4 separate regions of the Mus musculus genome follow, and all the other regions are linked to region 3. Evidence: chromatin contacts called from public ChIA-PET and HiChIP or PLAC-seq data. All regions are on one chromosome and are shown on one strand. The core of a region is the stretch at or near the end of the contact, and the rest is flanking DNA. Distances in the headings are between cores, read along the strand shown. Region 1 holds the start of Otop3 (otopetrin 3). Region 2 holds the start of Unc13d (unc-13 homolog D). Region 3 holds the start of Tsen54 (tRNA splicing endonuclease subunit 54). Region 4 holds the start of Trim65 (tripartite motif-containing 65).

What was found. ChIA-PET counts read pairs in DNA pulled down with a chosen protein or histone mark. HiChIP or PLAC-seq counts read pairs in DNA pulled down with a chosen protein or histone mark.
Region 1: an H3K27ac HiChIP or PLAC-seq map of T-cell acute lymphoblastic leukemia shows a contact between it and region 3, with 9 times the contacts expected there. The contact joins the promoter of Otop3 here to the promoter of Tsen54 in region 3. A contact is called at or near these places in 1 of 15 datasets of contacts at CTCF or cohesin (large pre-B cells), 6 of 115 datasets of contacts at active chromatin or transcription factors (T-cell acute lymphoblastic leukemia, bone marrow-derived macrophages, embryonic stem cells and 3 more) and 3 of 9 other capture datasets (embryonic stem cells, liver and pancreatic islet).
Region 2: an RNA polymerase II ChIA-PET map of memory CD8 T cells shows a contact between it and region 3, with 6 read pairs. The contact joins the promoter of Unc13d here to the promoter of Tsen54 in region 3. A contact is called at or near these places in 1 of 39 promoter capture datasets (liver), 1 of 115 datasets of contacts at active chromatin or transcription factors (memory CD8 T cells) and 1 of 9 other capture datasets (adipose tissue).
Region 4: a FOXA1 HiChIP or PLAC-seq map of pancreatic cancer cells shows a contact between it and region 3. The contact joins the promoter of Trim65 here to the promoter of Tsen54 in region 3. A contact is called at or near these places in 1 of 484 Hi-C or Micro-C datasets (the N1E-115 cell line) and 1 of 115 datasets of contacts at active chromatin or transcription factors (pancreatic cancer cells).

What each region holds. Positions count from the first base shown.
Region 1 is chr11:115,332,914-115,336,456 of GRCm38.p6, forward strand. It overlaps Otop3 (otopetrin 3), which reads left to right and starts at 1,818. Exons shown (of 7, transcript NM_001347647.1): 1 at 1,818-1,989. The coding sequence starts at 1,971. It also overlaps a transcript of Ush1g not described here.
Region 2 is chr11:116,076,238-116,079,649 of GRCm38.p6, forward strand. Unc13d (unc-13 homolog D) reads right to left here and starts at 1,724. Exons shown (of 33, transcript NM_001009573.2): 1 at 1,708-1,724; 2 at 1,211-1,424; 3 at 515-550; 4 at 205-312; 5 at 33-92. The coding sequence starts at 1,324. It overlaps Wbp2 (WW domain binding protein 2), which reads right to left. Exons shown (of 8, transcript NM_016852.3): 8 at 2,334-3,359. The coding sequence ends at 3,306.
Region 3 is chr11:115,812,801-115,816,320 of GRCm38.p6, forward strand. Tsen54 (tRNA splicing endonuclease subunit 54) reads left to right here and starts at 1,939. Exons shown (of 11, transcript NM_029557.1): 1 at 1,939-2,019; 2 at 2,115-2,279; 3 at 2,375-2,438; 4 at 2,527-2,610; 5 at 2,898-2,996. The coding sequence starts at 1,964. Caskin2 (CASK-interacting protein 2) reads right to left here and starts at 792. Exons shown (of 20, transcript NM_080643.2): 1 at 714-792.
Region 4 is chr11:116,129,705-116,133,004 of GRCm38.p6, forward strand. Trim65 (tripartite motif-containing 65) reads right to left here and starts at 1,424. Exons shown (of 6, transcript NM_178802.4): 1 at 882-1,424. The coding sequence starts at 1,301. Mrpl38 (mitochondrial ribosomal protein L38) reads right to left here. Exons shown (of 9, transcript NM_024177.3): 7 at 3,039-3,197; 8 at 2,716-2,852; 9 at 2,113-2,426. The coding sequence ends at 2,290.

The DNA of each region.
Region 1 (3,543 bases), core at 568-3,067, 480 kb before region 3:
CCACAGCCAGGGGACATTCGTCATTTGTGGGCGTTCTGCAGATCTGCCTGGGTGCTTTAACCCGCGAGCCGGCATTGCATTTGCCTGCATGTATGCCATCAGATCCTGTGGGACTAGAGCTACAAACAGTCCTGAACCAGCATGTGGGTCCTCTGGAAGAACAGCCAGTGCTCTTCACTGCTGAGCCACCTCTCCAGTTCCCATCATTTAAGACAGGGTTCCACCTGTTCCTCCTCCTGGCCCTTGTGTTAGAAGTGTGCTGCTGCGCCCAGCTTTCCACGTGGGGCTGAGAGCAGCCGCAGGCCTTCACACCTGTGTGGCAATCGGAGGATGACTGAGCTCGCCCCAATCCCTCAAACTTTTTTTTTTTAAATGAGCAGCAGAGGCTTTTGTTGTTGTTTTGGTTTGATTGATACATAGCAATTGTGGCATTTTTAGATCTGGGTACTGGCATATTGGTCACCTCAGACAGAGACTGTGGTGTTTGTGTGTTGGGAACATTCAAGGTCTCCTCTCCTTGCCATTGAGAAATACACAATGGATTGTTGCCAGCCATTATTACCCTCCTGTGCTATAGAATCACAGGAGGTAATCCTCCTGCCCGACTGAGCCTAACCCCATTAACCCTAAGCAGCAGTTTTCCTTCTCAGGAATGTGAGGGTCATGAGTATCACAGGAACATACTGTAGGAATAAGCAGGTGCCCCCAGCTTAACAGGAGCTGGGAGAGTCCTTACCTCCCTGGGCTCAGCTTGGGGTCCTAGAGGATGCTCTCCAAAGCCACAAGACTTCTGCACGGCCACAGCTGTGTACTGAGACGGAGGGAGGTGGGAGTAACACCAAAAGCTAGAGGGGTCAGAGTTGGTTTTGTGTTACATCGAGGTGGTTTTTTGTTTTTTTGTTTTTGAGACAGGGTCTCATGGAGGGCAGCTGGCTTCTGACTCCCTGTGTAGCCAAGGATGACCTTTAACTCCAGATGGCCATGCCCCACCCAAGTACCGGGATTGCTAGGGTGCATTGCTAAGCTTGTTTTGTTTATTTAAAATTTTTAAATTATATTTTAATGTGGTGCGTGCGTGTGCGTAGTGTATCAGTGGAAGTCAAAGGACAACCTGCAGCATCAATTCTCTCCCTTCACCTTATGGGTCCCAGGGATGGAACCCAGGTCATCAGGCTTGTTGGGTGCCTTTACACATCTCACAGGCCCGGGAGATTGGACGGAACCAGAAGGGAGGGAGAGCCAGGTGGGAGTGATGACATTTGGGGGTGAGAACAGGAGACATCGGCAAGAAGTCCATGATCTTTAAGGCTGTAAAGACTGATGGGGATATAAGGGAGAGAAAAAGGGGAGCCAAGAAGCAGACGACCAGAGAAGGTCCTGAGGACTACCTCCTCCCGTTCTGCCCCTGCCCCCCAAATCCTTAAACACCATCTCCCACCTTGGGTGTCTCCCACTCCAACTTCAGTTTCAATGTAAGACCAGGAGATGATTCTGAGAAGCCGCTTTGGTGCTCAATCAGCTAGACAGGGTGTAGAAAATATGTGACCTGGACCCGGAGAAGAGAGGTTCCCATTCACAGCTCAGCCGCCACAGGCAAGTATGGACTGAAGCCAGCTCGCTCTCTGTTCGGACCTGACGACTAGGCACCCCATTCCACTTGGGGGGCTGCCCCCACCCAGACCCTGCAGCCGGCGTCCGCCACGCCTCCTGCCACGCCCTCCCGCCTCTCTGCCTCGTCATTGGCTTCACGACTTGTGCCCGAGCCCCCACGGAGTAATTAACGAGGGATTAATGAGATTCCCAATGTCAACAGAAAAATCGATGGGCCTTGGAGCCCGAGCGGCGACTGCGCAGTCTCGCGGGGGGGTCGGAGGGAGGAAAGGGCGTCGAGGCATCTGTCTCAAGGCACCTGGGACCTTACCAAGACGGAGGATCCGCGCTGCAACCCAAGAGGTGGGGAGCCCGCGACCATGGCTTCGCAGACTTCAGGTAGGATTCCTTAGCTTGAGCTGGGATCTCCACCACCCCCTCCCCCCCCACCCCGAGCGCCCGAGGACAGCTGACTGAACCTTTCCTGGAAGCCCATCCTCACACTCACTGCTCCAAAGTGGGGGTTCATGAGTCAGGCGCTCCAAGGATTGGACAGGGCAGAGTGAGTGGGACGACCCTAAGCTCTTCCCTCTGTGTCACCCCAACTCTGGCTCTGCGCCTACATCCTTCTCCCTACCTCACCCCTGGGTTCAAGGGTCCTCACAGCTCAAAGAGGGTGCCCAGGCCTGAACGAAGTCAGAAACCTGGATATATAGTTGGCTAAAAGAATACTCAAGCTGCCTAGGCCTCCCCCAACCTGTTGCTCTGAACAAAATCCCGAAGTTTCCCTGCCAGTGCTTTGCAGCCTCCCTCGGAGCACCGGTCCCATGGCCCCGACGGTTCATCTCCTTTCTCATCTCCTTTCGTTGGCTGCCTCTGAACGCAGCCCATAAACCAGTTTGGTGTCTAGGACTTCTCTTGAACTGGCATCGTGCCAAGAGGCGTGCCAAGGGTGGCAGAGTTCTAGTTGGTTCCAAGTGCGTTCGTTCTAGCTCTTTTTTTCTGGACCCCTTGATGCTCACCCTAACACCTAGCATTGGCCCCCTTGATAACCGCTGGTAGAGCACTGAACCAAGGAACAGGGGAAACCACCAGAGTGCCCTTTGAAGGGAGAGGACCTGGAACTCGGTTCTCCACTGTCTCCACACTTCCAGTTCCCAAGGCCTGCAGTCTGAGCGAAAACTCCAACCCTTTAGTCCCTCTAGGATCTTGATCTATAGGAAGGTTCATGCACTTCTATCGGGCATGGCTCTTCGTGTATGTTCATGCATCAAATCGCTAAAGTCTGACAAAACTCTTGAGGGTAGGTATCATGTATCCATTCTTTTATTTATTCATTCAATAACTTGTCGGGCTGGAGATACAGCTCAGCGGTACTGCACTGGTCTAACATTCACAGAGTTGGGGTGAAGGGGGAGGTCGGGGGAGGGGATGTCGGGATGGGAACTAGATGGAGTGTGAGGGGGTGAAACAGAGAGAACCAGGCATTAGTGTTCCATAGTTGCTCATCCACTTCACTGAAAGGACTACAAAGGATCCAGACTACAAAAACTAAGTAGCTTAGCCAAGATCACAGAGATGCTAAATGCCATCTGGGCTCTTGATCAGTAGGGGGTGGGGAAGGAAGGACAGAATGTGAGGAGGAGGAGGTGGAGCCACCAGAGCTGGCAGAAAAGGGGCAGGGAGGTGTCCTGGGAGCTTTACCTTGCTCAACCTGGGTGAGGGATGCAAAAGATAACCATCTGGAACGCCTCCTCAGCTGCAGAAAGATGGAACGGGTTAATGAGCAGGGTATCTGTCCGCAGCTCTGGTGCTGAAATCCCCCCAGGAACAGCCAGAGTCCAGGGTACGCTTTTGGTGGGCTTTAGGGCTGTGCTAGACTTGGAGAGTGGAGTGGAGTAGAATCTCATCTCTGCCCAGAGGCATCCAGATCTTGAGAGGACCAGCCTACGA
Region 2 (3,412 bases), core at 474-2,973, 260 kb after region 3:
TTCCTCAACCAGCGTGCCCGGGACCAGTTTACCTCGAGCTCCCTGACGCGCCGCAGCATCTGCTGGTGCTCCTCAGGCTGCACCTGGAAAGCCTGAAGGGGGCAGAGGTGTGGGAGGCTGGGGAGGGGACACAAGGTGGTGGGGAGAGAGGGCCGAGCCTTGGCTCATCCTAGGAGGATGGGTGAGGGTGGAGGCTGGGTTTACCTCCTGCAGATAGCTCAGCAGTTCCGAGGCCTCCTTCACATGGTTGGGCTCTGGCTGACCCAGGCGGTGCAGGACAGTATAGAGGGCTTCCTCATACAGCAGGTCCCGCTGAGACATAGCAGGGTCCCATCATCACCCAGAAGCCCTCCCTGAGACCCACACCTCTGGCCCAGGAAAAGGGACAAAGTGGCAGATGTCCAGTGAAGGTTGAGACACAGCGTGTTCTCTACCAGGCTGCTGCATCCTCAGACTCTGGGGGCTGAGGGGCCTCCTCCATCATCCCCCACACTCTCCCAACATCTCCTCTTACCTCCTCTGGGGAGAAATGGTGGGACTGAACCTGGACCTAGGAGCAAGGTAGAAAGACACGGCGTCCCTGGAGGCCTCTCCAGCCAGCCAGGAAGGGCCATGCCTAAGACAGTGGAACCCCAGCACCTCGGCCTCTGGGCCGACCATGTCCCTCACCTGTTCCAACATAAGGCTCTCTGAAGGGCTGACCCCTGGCCCATCTTGCCCATGCCCTGGCCCGCCATGCCTGAGGTCCATGAGTGTTCAGGCCCAGCTGTGGGCTGTTTAGCACCTGCCCCCCTCTCCTTCCCCAGAGGAAACAGCAGTGCTTATCAGACGGCCACCGGCTCCTCACCCCAGCAGCGGAAGTGAGGCCTAGCAGCAGAAGTGGGTGAGTTGGGGGAGATGGCAGGCATGTCTTTGCTAGCTCAGAGGGGACCCCCAGGTAGCCCACTGTCATTGGAGATAACTGTTTCGTGGGGCTGGAACCTTCAAAGCTATAGGAACAGGGTGGGCCTGGAGTACAAGCCCACCAAAAAGAAGGGACTGGAGAAACCCACCGTGGCTCTGAGGATACTTGGTGGACCCCTCTGCCCACCCACAAGTACCCCCAGGGCCGTAGAGGGCAAGCGGGTGGGGGCCTGCCTCCCACATCCAAGCCCCACTACTACTGAGCACCCCCGGGCTGGCTCTTGCCCCTTCCTGCAGTCACTCCTACCTCCTGGGTGGCTTGGGGTGGTGGATCCTGCAGGTCTCTGACCCTGCGGCGCCTTATCTTGATGGCCTGGCGCAAGAGTGGACGCCGCTGGGGGTGGGAAAGGTGTGTCGCCATGGTGGTTGGCTCTGCCCTTCACTCTGCCACCCCCTGGCTGCGGCCGGGTGGAAACAAGGAAGCCGCAGGGTGATGCAAAGGGCCCCCGGGCTACACTCTGCTGGGGAGGGTGGAGGAAAGGAAGGGTCAGGGTGTCACTGCCTTGGTGGGGCCTTCTCCAAGCTCCCAGCAACACCCTTCAGCCTTCATCCCCGCCAGATCTTCCTCAGCCAGGAGAAAGTGGGCACAGTGGGCAGGCAAGCCCCACCCACCGTCCCACGGAGGCTCTGGGGAGAGTCCAGAGCTCCTGGCAACGGGTAAGGCCAGGCTAAGGCCGCTGCCTGCTTCAACTATGCCTGGACCGGGGAACCCACCCGCCCACCGGAGACCTGTGGTGTTCTCACCCTAAGGTTTTCTGAATGGGCCCCAGATCTGGGGCAGGGTGGGGCAGGCTCAGGGCGGTGGCTCCAGAGAGGCTAGAGGCAAGAGGCGTTCCTCAGCCAATTGCTCAGCCTGCTCCACCCCACAGGTGACATTCCAGGCAAGGGACAGAACTACTTTGTGTTAGCCAGAGATGGGGAGGAGAGGAGATGAGGCCTCGGAGCAGTCTCTGTGCGTGGGAGCATTTTGATCTGGGATCTCCCACAGCTCTCTGGCTCACTGTGAGTGGGGTGCAGGTCCGGCTTAAGGACTGCCATATTCCACCGTCTTCTTTCCTGGGTAAGGTGGCATGAAGGCACACACTGTGGTAGCCAGCCCAGCGACCCTCCCTCGTAGAAGTCCTGGCACGCCTGTGCTCAGGAGGGGAGCGGGAGGAGCAGATGGGACACAGGCCTCGTCCTGGCCCCCGCTGGCAGTGGGTGGCACAGACACCATCCCAGGCAGGTGCAGGGGCGTGGGGGCTCTGTGGGAAGGTTGAGAACCAACCACTCGCACTGAGACGGAAACCGGCCTTCTAGCCCCGCCCCCAGCAGCCCGCAGCCCCTCCTCCGGAAGACCTCACCCTGGTCACCACACAAGAGTCAGAGAACCTCCAGTCACTTCGTTTTTACTATTTCACAGTTGTAGCAAACAAATCAAGGTGCAAACAGGGTTTATTTCACATTAATATATTAACTGGACATTTTGTGTCAAATAAATAGGAATTCTCTTTAAATAACCATCTCCTCATTTTGTGTCTGGACCAGGAACGAACAAGAGCAATTCTTAGTGCATCCAGGGGGCGTGAAGCTTACAGAGGGGCAGACTGCAGGTTAGAGGTCACATAGTTGGAAGGCCTCAGTCCCAGATCAAAGGGCCTGGCGGGACAGACATGCATTCTCTATCCCTCCTGCAGAGCAGCCCCCTGTAAAGGGGAGAGGAGAGGAGGCGAATAATTCCCAGAAACAGTAGCATAGGGGCAGAGGGGCTTCCTCTGTAACACAGTGGCTTCACCTCTGATGCCAGCCACTGGAAGCGCCCAGCAAAATCCCTGGAAGCTCTCACAAAGAACAAGGTGGCCGGGTAAGTGTGACTGGACTGACAGTCTGCTGGGACAGCGGCCTTCCAGAGCCAGGAGCACACCAGGGGTAAGGAATGTGAACAGGGTTTGGCAGGGCCTGTTGGGGAGACACATGGCTGGTCTTAGGAGCCCAAGAGATGAAGAACAATGGTCACCAGGCTGAAGGGGCTGGGCAGCAGTGAGGAGTGGCCAGAGAGTCCCTCTGTATGGGTGGGGGCTAGTATCATGAGGAACGAGGGTCACCCCGTGCTCCTGCGAGCTCCAGAGATGGTGAAAGGGAAGCTGGGAAGAAGAGCGCTGTGAGCTGAGCTAGGGCGAGAAGCTGGGACGTGCCTCTCAGAGGCCAGGAGTTCCACCTTTCTATCAGGGCTAGCTCCTGCTAACTTTATACTCAGGCCTGGGGAAGAACAGGGCCCTCCCTGGCCTCCTGGAATCCCAGATGCAGCCCCACGGGAGGCCCAGGAAGGGGTCTCTGGGTAAGAGGCGGGAAGTGGGCAGGGTCTACTGGGTCTTCTTGTCTTCTGGGGGGTAGTAGGGTGGTGGTGGAGGCTGGCTCTAGAGAAAAAAAAAAAAAGTTCACATGAGACATCACAGGACTAGCTGTGCTG
Region 3 (3,520 bases), core at 689-3,188:
TGTCCAAGGTGTCTGCAGCACACTCCTCACTACCAGGTCCCTAGAGGGTGGACTGGGTGCTTATGTCCCTCACTTTCTGGGGGAGATCTACCTGTTGGATCGGAGAGATCTACAGCACCTGTTGCTAATCCTTTCTCACTGCGTCTGTGGTGGGAGAGAGCAGCTGGGTAGAGATCCAGGACAGAGAGCTTGGACAGGCTGGCCAACTACCTCCCAAGCCTGAACCTGAAACCCCAACTCGACTTCCCGCACAAACCCTTAAGTCAGTTCCTCAGTGGCGGTGATTTTGTTGCCAGAATCTTGTGGCAAGAGACTCGTGCAGGCCTGGGGGCCCAGGTGGGGAACCACTCATTCCTCAGAAGTTCCAAGCCCAAGCCGGAGGGCACTCCCCCTCAAAGCCCGCGACCCGCACTGGGAGAGAGTGCTCCTGGCAGTGCCTGGGGTCGGCTGGCTCCCCCTCCCCTTGGAATGCCCCTCTAGCGCGGCGCAGCTCCCCGCAGCCAAGCCCAGATAAGGCCGACCCCGGGAACAAAGCGGCAAGAGGGACCCGGAGAGTCAAGCGTCCGAGGAATAGATAGAGGAGAACGAAAAGGGGGGCTCGAGGAAGGCGGAAGGAGCAGAGAGATGGAGGAGCCCGCCGATCAGACAAGAAAAGTTAGTTTGCGTCTGCTCTCAAGGGTCCTGACCCCTGGCCCGGGACCCGGCAGTCTCACCTCTCCCGGCCGCCCCGCCGGGGGTCCGGCTGGCTGTGCTCAGTCTCAGGCACTCTGGACTCTGGTTCTCACTGTCCCCCGCAACCCCTTTCTCCTCCTTTCCAAGGCCGGCTCGGCGCCTCCCGCAGGAAATCCCGCCCCTCCCCCCTCCCTCCCGCCGGATCGGGAGCCGGGGACCGTCCTGGCCGCACAGTTGGATTGTCAATCAACACCCTGGTCCCCGCCCCATCTTCACTAGGCCCCGCCCCCGCCAGCCAGTCCAGAGCCGAGCCACTGGTTGGATCAGCGCATGCGCGCAGGTGAAGCTGCTTAGGGGTGCAAAGTGGCGGGTGAGAGGCGGGGTGGATGAGGTTTCGTGCTGCTGTGTCCTGTCCGGGGATCCCGAGAGAACTGGGTTCTGGTCTAGATCAAAAGGTGAAGTGTGAATGTATAGGAGAGAAAATAGGATGTTTTGGCAGTTGAACCTGAGGACCCCCCCCCCCCACTAGGGGTGGGGATCACTTCCTCTTTGCCCCATCCTTTCCCGGGTTGCCCGCAGCGACCTTCGTCCACACTCAGAGACCTATAGCTGCTGGCTGGAGCAACGGTGCCACCTAGTGGTGAGCGTCAGTGCGACTCAGGATGTCACGGCGGGGACCCCAGCCTCGAGGAGGTGCTTTCGGAGTCTGGGGTGGCGATTCAGCACCAGTGTGAGCCGGACAGCGCCTCCACCCCTGGCCTTTGAACCCTGCTTCAGAGCCCCTAAGAAGAGATTTTTTTTTTTTGGCCCACCGTGAAGGAACTCCATAAGTCTTTGGTCCACTCCTAACATTCCCATATGGCCTCCAGTTTGCAAAGCTGGTGTCTGGGGGCTCACTGCTCTCCTCTCTCTACGCATCTCTTTCCTGCTGGTGGTAGGACACAAAGACATTCAGGGCTGCAGAGATGAGAGTAACATATTTGATTATCCATGCTACATCCAGTAGCCAGGTAAAGTTATACTAAAGAAGGGAGGAGCCCCCAGAAGCGCTGGAAACGGAATAGGTGAGTTTTTGCACATCTGGAAACCTGCACATCGAGCTGGGTCCCGCGGCCCGGGGTACACGTGTGCCGACAGGTGTTAGGACACACACGGGGCAGGTAGGAAGGCGCGAGGCTCGAGGGTGGCTTTATGATCCCGAGGAGCGAGCGGGTCGAAGGCGCTAGGACCGCGCGGAATGCCGGGGTGGGCGGGGCTTCGCGGTGCGCGCGCAGCCGCAGACAGCGGCCCGATGGAGCCCGAACCCGAACCCGGGTCGGTGGAGGTTCCCGCGGGGCGTGTGCTCAGGTGCTACCCGGCCCGGGGGATGGCGTGGGGTGCGTGGGACCCGGGAGCGAGCGGGGTGGCCTCTGTGCTGATCACGTGTTCCCGGCTCTCCCCAGCGCCTCGGAGCTCCGCGCCGCGCGCTCGCGGTCCCAGAAGCTACCACAGCGGTCGCATGGCCCCAAGGACTTCCTCCCGGACGGCTCGGAGGCCCAGGCGGAGCGGCTGCGCCTGTGTCGCCAAGAGCTGTGGCAGCTGCTGGCGGAGGAGCGCGTGGAGCGCCTGTGAGAGGGGCTGGGCCGGGCCGGGTCAGGCCGGGTGGGCGGAGGCCGGGGACTGCCCGTGCAGACCGAGACGCCCCTTCCCCACTCCTCGCCAGGGGCAGCTTGGTGGCCGCGGAGTGGAAACCAGAAGAGGGCTTTGTGGAGTTGACGTCTCCTGCGGTGAGCGGCCCGGGCATCTCCGCGGCTGGGGGACCCCCTTCCTCTGTCCGCTTAGCTGCTTTGTGACACTTGGTCTGCTGCCGCACAGGGGAAATTCTGGCAGACCATGGGCTACTCAGAGGAAGGACGGCAGCGACTTCACCCCGAAGAGGCTTTGTATCTGCTGGAGTGTGTAAGTGGGGTCCTGGAGGCGTGGGGAAAGGGGTCCCGACTAATGGAATGGGAAGGATACGGTTTGGTGGACCAGGAGGAATTCAGAATTATGTTTTCAGTGAAGTTATGTGTGGACTTTGAGAACAGAAGAGGATACCACTGGACAGCGGGAGTTCTAATCCTCTCATTGTTTGTCCTGGTCATGCAGTGATGCTTGAGTGTGTGGGGAAAGGGTCAGAGCCAAGAAGGTGACTGGCTTGGGCACTGCAGGAAGGGTACACAGCTAAGCTCTTGGTCCACTTCCAGGGTTCGATTCAGCTCTTCTACCAAGACCTCCCACTGTCTATCCAAGAGGCATACCAGCTGCTGCTGACAGAGGACACCTTGAGTTTCCTGCAGTACCAGGTATCTGCCTCCCAAGGTGACTCTTATTTGCCAAGTCAGTGAGTCCTGACAGGTGCCTTTGAGGCTTCGAACACAGAGCCACAAGCCAGGGCTGTAGGTGAGACAGCCTGTGATCACACGGGCTTATATTCAAATGGAGACTGTCAGGTTTGGGGGATTTGTATTGTTGATAAGTTATTAAACAACACGTGTGCCCAGAAGAGGAGATAGACTTGAAAGAGTGAAATCTCCTTTGAGGATGGTATTTGCTTATTTATTTTTAGTGCTTCTGGGAAGTGAAGCCAGCAGCCCATGCCTGCTAGCAAACACTCCAGCACTGAGCTGTATAGCCCCTACCCTCTTGTTTATGTTTTGAGATAGGGACTTTCAAAATTGCACAGGCTGGCCATGAACTCACTCTGTACCCCAGGCTGGTCATGAGTTTATGCTCAAACTCTCTAGTAGCTGGGATGACAACCTTGAACCAGCAGGCCTGGTGAGGATGATACTTAAAATGGAATGTGGTCCATGCAGTCCCAAGATTT
Region 4 (3,300 bases), core at 174-2,673, 320 kb after region 3:
ATGGCCATGGGCAAGGACATAGGCCACCATGGTACCAATTCCGTGGTCACTTTTGCCTTTAACTAAAACCTCTCAGCAGCCTGGGGCACCTGGAGAACTCTCCCTCCTGTAACTGCTTGTGCCCTGGCCGCCATCTCTACAGCTTTGTCAGGATGTAATCCCCTGCCCAACAAATTTCCACTCCTTCTAGGGATACCATAGCGACTTCTTTCACTTCACTGTCCGCATCTCTTCCCAGCTCTCAGTAGATGTCTGTGCCCCCACCCCTGTCTGTGTACCCCACACACTGCATATCCCAAACCAGCTACTCTCTACCCAACCTCAGCACACAGCAGCCCGGTCTCCCGAAGAAACCCTTGTCCTGCGTCTTACTCTCTCCACTGGGCACCGGGCTCCCACTCACTTCTCATTTCTTTTGTTTTGCAGCTGAGACCTCCTTCCTCTTACCCCTCATCTCTTACCCCCTCCACACCCCAGCTGGGGCTCAGACTCCAGAAAGCAGAAATCTGATGACATCATCACCCTGTCTCAGCTTGGAAAGGCACTGCACATCCCTAGAGGAAGAGTCACGACCACCATGCAGACTGGCCCTGCTGACTCTACATTCACGTTTTGCTGAGACTCTATCTGACCCTTGAGTAGATCCTTCAGTCTCTGAAGGGCAGAAATCACACTTACTGAATGCTGGCCACCTTAGCGAATGGGGCTGCCAGCCCTGACCTAACACTCTGGCTCTACTTTATTCAGAGGACCTGGGGAGAGCTGCGTGCAGCAGTCAGGTGCACGTGCCCTCTGGGTTCATATGGGAACCCGCAGATCCTGCTGCAGCCCCTGGCCCTGGCCACAAGCAGTTTCGGCCCTCGGAGAGGCCCTTCCCGCACCTCGCGCACGCGGCGCTCCACGTCCAGCAGCGCCCGCTCGTGGTGGCTGCAGTCGTGCACCGTGCACGCGCTGCACACGCAGAGGCCCTCCGTGCGACAGAAGAACTCGAGCGGCCTCCCGTGGCGCAGGCAGCGAGCGCTGTGGCTTGTGGCGGAGTCCCGGCGCGGAGTCACGGCGGGCGGCGCCGGCAGAACGGGCAGCGCCTGCAGCAAGGTGCTCATCTTCACGTTGCGGGACAGCTTGGCGCCCTCGGGGAAGGGCTGGCGACATTCCGGACACGACTTTTCGCAGGAACGCCATGAATCCTGGATGCAGTTCCCGCAGAAGCTGTGCCCGCAGGGCAGCGTCACCGGGTCCCGGTAGCGACCTAAGCAGATGGAGCAAGTCACCACGTCCTCCTCCAGCAACTGAGCGGCCATGGCGGAAGCGAGGCCCAGTGCTCAGATCTCTTAAAGGGGCCGAGGCTACCAGTGCGAGCACTACGTTGGGGAAGACAGTCCAGGAAGTCGCGGCAGTGCGCAGCCTGGTGCACTAGAACGTTCCTTGGCAGGGATCCAAGTCACCCTTGCTTGCCCGCCTTCTGACGCACTGGGAGCTGGGGCGCGGCTCCCTCCGGTCCACCCTGACTATTTGTGTTCCTTCCCTAGACTCTTTTTTGGGGGGGAGGAGTGGGTGGGAGGGTTTCGAGACAGGGTTTCTCTGTGTAGCCCTGGCTGTCCTGGAACTCACTTTGTAGACCAGGCTGGCCTCGAACTCAGAAATCCGTCTGTCTCTGCCTCCTGAGTGCTGGGATTAAAGGCCCAGGGCATGGTGTCTGTTCACAGCAGTAAAACCCTAAGACAGGCTACTGTCATCTCCTCTACAGCTGAGCAGAGCAGATGGGAGTTCCAGGGTCCCCAAAGGCAGTATGAATCAGAGATCACTCCTAATGGAGTAGGCAGAACTGATTTGTTTCTAGGCCTCTAGCCTCACAGTGGGGGCTCCAGGCCTTGGTGGGGGCTGAAATATGCTAAGGTAACAAGCAATCTGTTGCTAGGTCTGACAGGGGCAGGACTTTCTCCTCGAGGAGGTTCTGATCCCGGGGCTGTCTTTCACAAAGATCACAGGCTGGGCAAAGGTTCACTTTTCATGTGTACCCCCAGCTACCGGGCTGCTGGGCACCTTCTGCTCACCCACAGAGCACTAAAGCTTCACTAAAAGGGTCTGGGTGCCCGAAAGTGAAGACATATTGGCATCAGGAAAAAAGTATTTTATTCACATAGAATCGAGGCACATCCACAAGCCCCTGGGTGTCCTGGGAGAGGCCAGCATGGGACTGTCTCAGTTGGCTTCAGATGGCTCTCTCCGGAGGTGTGACCTTCCAGCTGCTGCGACAGTTCCCCCTCGGAGATGAATGTACTGAGTCTCTCAGTAGATTCCATAGGTGGGCTCATGACTGTCCCTGTATCGGTCCAGATAGCGTAGGGGCTGCTCGTGGGGGAAGCGCTTCTGTTTGGGGTGGTAAGGGGGTGGCCGTACAAATTCAAACACAGGTTCCCGCATGTCTGCAAGAAAAGTAAGGGGAGAGTGGTGGACTTCTGCTGACCTGGGCCTCCTTCCTTGCCTGTGAGGCTGGAGTTCTGCCAGGGACTTTTTTGGGTTTTTCGAGACAGGGTTTCTCTGTGTATCCCTGGCTGTCCTGGAACTCAGAAATCCGCCTGCCTCTGCCTCCCGAGTGCTGGGATTAAAGGCATGCGCCACCACCGCCCGGCTCACCCTGGCTTTCAAAGGCCATCTCCTGGCATGGCAGGAAAGGTCTTTATCCCCAGGCCTGCCTGACCACTAAGCCCTTACCTAGAAGCTGGTGGAAGGTGTGGGTGACAGAGTCATCCCAGCGGCACTGGAAAAAAGCCAGACCGGCTGGAGTCATGGCTTCCTGGTGTCTCTTGTAGAAATCAAAAGTGCGGAAGGTCCTCTGGGCCAGCTGGTAGCTATGAGGAGATGGGCAGCATGTGAGGGGAGGGAGCAGGCAGGCAATCCTGGGAAACCCCTGGAGTGCACCCAGCACGCGGGACTGCTGCCAAGCGCAAGACCTACACCAAGAGCAGGAAAGAGCAAGAGCCACCATCCCAGAGAGCTGGCTTGAGGCTCAGGGGACAAACAGGGGTGTCGCTTACCAGGGTGAGGGACGGGTGTCCTCTGAGAAGTTGATTGGCTTGTCCTGCTTGAAGAGCAAGAAGGCAAAGCGGTGGAAGCCAGAGCCTCGAGCAGGGAAAGGAGGGAGGTAGGGACATGTCTCCTGTCCTTCAGCCACTCTGTTGCTTGGGATGTTGGTTCTGGTAGGAGGAAAATACCCATTAGTTGCCATGCCAACAAGGTGGCAGGGGAACCCCAATGTTGCGCCCCAGAAGCAGTCACTCCCAGGGCCAGACCCTGAAC